Regions from separate parts of the Zea mays genome. Here region 1 is linked to region 2. The links are chromatin contacts, called in public Hi-C maps. All regions are on one chromosome and are shown on one strand. The core of a region is the stretch at or near the end of the contact, and the rest is flanking DNA. Distances in the headings are between cores, read along the strand shown.

Region 1 (3,135 bases), core at 235-2,734, 240 kb before region 2:
AATACAGACCAAAATCCTTATAGTTGTCAATACTTTAATACATTTAAATTGCCAAGCTCACTAAGCGAGTCCGTGAAACTTTTAGTAAGAGGCTTCAATTCATCATGCTGAAAAGGTATCAAGAAAGAACATTAGCTCGTGCTAGTCAATAAGCTATTGAACAAAAGTAAGATGGCTGCTAACATACAGGGAATGCATAAGTCATGTAGTTGTCATAGGCATGGTAAAACCTGAAAGGAATGGAAGTATATCAATACCAAAAAAAAAAACGCAGTGAAGCTAAGACCTATAAGAGCCTAGGCTTCCTAGATACTCCATCCGTTTCAAATTTAAGTCGTTTCGGCTTTTCTAGATACAAAGCGGAAGTTATGCATCTAGATAGAGTGTACGTATACATCGCAAAAGCTATGTAACTAGAAAAGCCGAAATGATTTATAATTTGAAACAAAGAGAATGGGTCGTAACGCATGGGCACCCTGTCACACGCCCTTGTGGGTTATTGCTTACAGCACTGAATCTTGAGAGCGGCAACAATACAAAAGTTAGCAGCTTTAATGTGGCTAGGTTATGCTGAACCCTTGAATCTTGATTGACAACACTAAATATGCCAGCCTATCACATATCACTGTAAATAGCATCGATGATCCATGAAGATAGATTTCCTGAGAGGCTATGCAACAGTGCTCTGCCCTGGAAGCATAAAACTGAAGATGTCAATTTTACCAACCTCTACAGTCTATTCATCTTTAATAACATAAATATGGAAGAGCTTTAAAGTCAACTCAGTTCATAAGAAGCTAACCATCCAAGAAAGAACAAAAGAACGTCAAATAACAGTGGTACTAGAAGCTAAGCTCAAAGTGCTATCAGATTTTGCCAACCACGTTGGCATGGAAATTTTGTTGCGACTTGCGAGGTGTATCTGTATCACTCCAATGGTCCAATCCTAGGCCAGAGACAAGTGAGCTCGAAATGTTGGCATTTGACCCAACAAATAAAAAAGATTAGCATTGTAAGGATTCGTTTTACAACTTCAGTTCAGAACTCGTCAAATTAGAAGAGCTAGGCTTCGTGTTTACAACATCTCTAGACAACGTCGGTTGGATACACCACCCAGGCGCACACAACAAGATCCGACAGAAGAAAGATTATGAACGGCGAAGAGCCGAAGACGGGAGGGATGAAGCACGTGGCAGCTGAGTACTCACATCTCCAGGACCTTGTTCTTCATGTACACCCTCCTCGCCCGCCCGTACCCATCGGCGCCGACGGCTCCCCCGGTGAGAGCTGCGAGGAGGAGGGCAGCCGCGACGAGCCGCGCCGGCGCTGGTAGGCGCCGCCCAGGGGATCGCATGGAGGCTTCCCGCGGTGTGGGTAACAGCGGACGAAGAAGAAGCTACCCGGTTGGGCTCGTGGTCGTGGAGCCGTGGTGGAGATCGGGTTCCTTTCCTCTCAGAAGTTCAGATATCAGACGGGTCTGATCGACAGCGTGGATAGTTGCTGCGTAGCGGAATTTGCTAGGAGGCCACGGATGCCTCTTGTTTTTTACGAGCTCGTACAAATCGTGAGCCGCTGTAGTCATTTATAGTCTTTGTCTGTATAATTAATTTTATAATTATATTATATTTAATACATCTTCTTCCCACGCACCCGCTAGAAAATTATAAAAAATAGGTATAGAACTTGGGTTCAAATATTAACACAGTTCATTTTATAATTAGATTATATTTAATACATCTTCCTCCCCGTGCACAACTAGAAATAAATAAAAAATAAGCACAAAACTTGGGTTCAAATCTTAACCCTCCCTCTCTCTCCTAGATTTAGCTTCTAACCACTGAAATACATATTTTTTATGTTCTATAAAAGATAGATATTGTAAATATTGTGAATATAGAACATGCGACTAGTATAGATTAATTCATTGATGTTCAAAAGTATTTCATCAGTTTTAAATTATAAAACAATTCGAATTTTCTAGATATTGTTTTTATTTTATATCTAGACAGAGTATATATTTATATATTTAAGTGTACAACAAAAGATATATATCTACAAAAAACTAAGAGCAACTTTAGAAGTTCTTGATTTAGATAGTTACCTAAAAACTCCTATCAACAGTTCTCTAAATGAACTTTTTAAATTTAGCTATTTTTCATTTAACCTAATTTCTTCTCTACATTTGGCAATCATTTACCAACTCACTAACCAAAAACAAATTGGTTGTACTATGTAGGCAATGAAGGTAGTTGTTGATATTTGTGACTTATTTTTTACATGGATAGATTCATAAATAAAACTATAACCTATATTTAGAGAGTTGTTGAAGAACTTATAATTTTTTACTCCTAAAGTTATTTAGCAACTCATTAAAGTTGTGATTTAGAGACCTAAATTTACAAAACTATTGAAGCTGATCTAAAAATTATTACAATTTAGTACAAAGTGAGTATACGATTTTGTACATGTGTATAATAAGTCTAGATAAGGCAACATTTAAAGATAGTGCGTGTTGCAAAATATGAGGCGCCAACTAGGACGACAAATTACAAACCGTGAGAATAACACTACTCAAGTGAAAAATCAAACATGTTTCTCGTTATTTCTCTTTGATACATATCTCTGCATCGTTTCTCGACTCACGGGGTATTTGTTTGAGATTATAATCTGCCCAGATTATATAATCCAACATGAACTAAAAACTAAGTGTTAGTTTAAAATTTGTTGGATTGTATAATCTGGCCAGTTTATAATCCCAAACAAACACCCCCTTGTGTTTGATCCACTGATCTATATCTATCGTATAGATTTTTTATGCATGTTTTTCGCATGAGACATGTTAATAATCAACGACTAAAGACAAATATAATAATAGGATCCAACCATGATATGTGCTAAGGTAGATTTGAGAGAAGTGATATGTAAGCTTACAGTGGAGGGTATGTTTAAAACTTCTAGAGGAAATAGTTAGTCAGTTAAAACATTGTTAGCTGGAATAGGCCGACTAACTATTAGTTGGAGACTATTTGATACCTCCAAGTTTGTTGGATCTATTAGTTTTATAGTGCTCTATTTCGAGTGGAGACCGATGATTGAGTTAAAAAGGGACAATAATGTCTGAAAGGGAATTAGGCT
Region 2 (3,072 bases), core at 346-2,845:
GTTCTCTTTTCCACCGCGACCTCTTTTTTTTCCTAAGGAACGTACATTGTCATTTTTGGAAGCTTCTGAAAGCATGGCGTGCGCGTGAACTATGGATGTATGAGTCACTCCGAAGCTAAACTGTTTGAGTACTATGCTAAGCTGAGGAGCTGCATTCACATCATGTGGTGGAGCGCGAGGGAGGCTTCTTTATCGGACAGCCTCACTTGTCACCGACGCAATCAGGCACCCCCCCAAGCCGTGGACTACGCTGGGTTTGGCTTTGGCATGAGAACGACCGCTGTGTTTGTCATAAGTCATATCGTAACTAGAGAAACAAGTAGCTTTATAATCACAATGTATCACCATCCTACAGAACTATGGATGCGTCTTGTACATAGGCCGGATAAAGCGCTTCTATGTTCCCGAGCGTCTTTTCTTTACCATGATTCCAAAGTGTGTTTTTTTCCCCTTAGTATTAAGAAGAAAAATAAGGAGGTAGAAGAAAGTCTGATAAAACACACTCGCTTCAGCTTAAAAGGAGCTGCGGGCTGCGGCTGCCACTGCAAACCTGCAATGGTTCTCCAACCAGCAACTCACAGCATGCTGCATGCAGCTGCATCTGGGGCAAGGAGGGCCATTCGAGTAAGAAAGGCATTATTACGGGCCTGATTAGTTGCTTTCTCTATCCAGGCTCGGCGGAAACAGACATTCAGGCCCATGGCTGCCATGCTGGAGTGGAGATGTGTAAGGTTTTTTTGGTTGTCTTCTCTCAGCCTGGTCTAGCTCTAGCAGCTCTGGAATTTTGGTTGCAAGGTTGTGCAGTTGATTTCGGCCTCCCGTGCTCACGTCCTCGCACCGCCCCGACCAGGCTCCATGGGTCTGGGAGCGAGGATCTTGAATCAGCTGAGCCGAATGTGGGCAACTAATCACCCCCTACATCTTCGGATGATACCTTGAGATTGGGAGGGAGTAGCTGCTAGACAAACTGCAATTTCGCAGTTGGGACATGACTTGGCCCGTCTCTACGGCCCAAGAAAGCGGCCGCATGGACCTGCCAATCTGCCATAGTATGAATGGATAAGTCCATTCCACATCTGTAGTTGCGCAAGAGAGCCAAGGGCGCAGCGTTCCTTGCTGAATTAACAGCTGAAGAACTGAATAAGCGAACAGCTGAAGAAGTGCAGATAGATGTCATGCCCTGAATGAGGGAGGTCCAGAACTTCAGGAGTCAAGTTACTGCCCCTTTGCTTTTGCCCGACGGCACGGTAAGCAGCAGCAGGCGCCAGGAGGGAACGCCTGCAACGACACAGTACGACAGGGCTGGAGTACTGCGATTCGGTCATTCAGAGAGGAGGTTGCAATGCAACTCACGAGTTCACGTTTGGCGCGAGGGCGCGCGGCGCCGCAGATCACTGAAGCCAAAAAGTCAACCGTCACGAGTTCACGTTTCCCATCGAGACGCGCGACCGCCGCGATGAGCAGAAGAAAATCGCACAACCGCGCAAAAACCTCCGAATCCGACTGTCGCATCCGCGCACAGGCACCATGGGTCCACGGCCCGGCCCGGTCACCCGCTCCTCCTCCTCCTCCTCCTCTCGGCTCGCCCGCGCGCGTGAGCCGCTTAAATTTCAGTTCAAACTGCCCAAGGCAAGCCATCACGCGGCTCACGCACGCCACGCATCCCCCACCAGGCCACCATGCGCCTGCGAGCCACGCCAAGCCGATCTCTCAAGCGAAACGGCCCTCCAGATTACATTCGACGGCAGAGGCAGACGCACGGGAGCAGACAGAGAAAATTTTGAAACGCGGGCAGGCCGCCACCACCGCGCCAAATCAAGCCCTCCAGTCACATTCCATTCGACGGCCGGAGCGGCGCCTCCTACCTCCGACCTCCTTCTACAAGTCAGATCCGTCCACATATACAACACTCTCAGGAATTCCCTCCTCTACCACCGCACCGTCCACGCGAACTCAAATCCTGCAAACTCCTCGCGACCACCTCACGCGGATCGGCGACGGCGATGGTGGCGGCCTCCTCTACCGTCGTCGAGGTAGCGGTGGCAGCAGCTGCGGCGGCGGCGTCAGCTTTGCCGCAGGAGCAGCAGGCGCAGCCGCGGCCGCGGCCGATGCACGCGGGTGGCGCCAATGGCCGCCACCACGCGTACAGCCGCAAGGACAAGTCGCTCGGCCTCCTCTGCTCCAAGTGAGCCTGTTGCAGTGCAGCCTCGACACGTCTAGAAAGAAATTTCATTTGTAGCTACTGAGCTCTCCTTGCTGTTCTGACCCAGTTCTCCATGCTTGTTTTTTAGTTTCGTGGTTCTCTACAACCGCGAGGACGTGGAGTCCGTCGGCCTGGACGAAGCGGCCAAACGGCTCGGCGTGGAGAGGCGCCGGATCTACGACATTGTCAATGTGCTTGAGAGTGTCGGGGTTAGTTCTTTTCTTCTTCGGCCTTTCTGGGACAGAATTCTTCATTTCTGGCGCGGTCTGTTTGGGTATGAAGTATGATTCTAGTTTTTATTCAATTCCCTTGTGAGAAGATTCTTTCGAGGAAAGCCAAGAATCGCTACACATGGATAGGTTTCGGCGGAATCCCAATGGCGTTGCTAGAACTCAAGGTCTGCGTCTAGTCCCCTGCGTGATACTTCGATCAAGAATTGTAGCTCTCATCCATCTAACCCGTCATTTCTCTTGTTTTCTAATTCTCAGGAAAGGGCGTTAAGGGACAAGTCTGGTTTGGCTTCTCAGCAAACCGAGCAGCAATCTGCTGCCACAGTACGACCTCTTACTTTACCTTACATTTGAACTGATGTATCTGATTCTGGTCCACAACGATTTGTACTGTCTTCGTCCTGAAAAAGATGCAGTTCTAGGTCTGCCTCTAGTCAAACTATTCAAAAATTGACCAAATTTATAGAATATAACGTTGTTATTTAATATTTATAATGCAAGATAGGTATACTATGAAAACACGTTCTGCGGAGAATTTAATAACGCTTATCTGGTAACATAAATATTGATATTTTTTTTTAAAAAAAACTCAGACGTGGAGATAATGACTGCCCTCCCGGTATTAATGTCTAGGATCCG

Evidence for each region. A called contact is a pair of places that touch in the nucleus more often than the background predicts.
Region 1: a Hi-C map of leaf shows a contact between it and region 2, with 5 times the contacts expected there. The contact joins the promoter of LOC103627708 here to the promoter of LOC103627702 in region 2. A contact is called at or near these places in 3 of 25 Hi-C or Micro-C datasets (ear, leaf and tassel).

The regions. Positions count from the first base shown.
Region 1 is chr5:214,242,852-214,245,986 of Zm-B73-REFERENCE-NAM-5.0, reverse strand. It overlaps LOC103627708 (alpha-mannosidase I MNS5), which reads right to left and starts at 1,484. Exons shown (of 15, transcript XM_008648017.3): 1 at 1,209-1,484; 2 at 188-230; 3 at 42-107. The coding sequence starts at 1,354.
Region 2 is chr5:214,005,832-214,008,903 of Zm-B73-REFERENCE-NAM-5.0, reverse strand. It overlaps LOC103627702 (E2F transcription factor-like E2FE), which reads left to right and starts at 1,595. Exons shown (of 12, transcript XM_020538689.1): 1 at 1,595-2,185; 2 at 2,292-2,412; 3 at 2,523-2,600; 4 at 2,692-2,757. The coding sequence starts at 2,004. It overlaps LOC100281101 (microtubule-associated protein TORTIFOLIA1), which reads left to right. Exons shown (of 5, transcript NM_001154020.2): 5 at 1-422.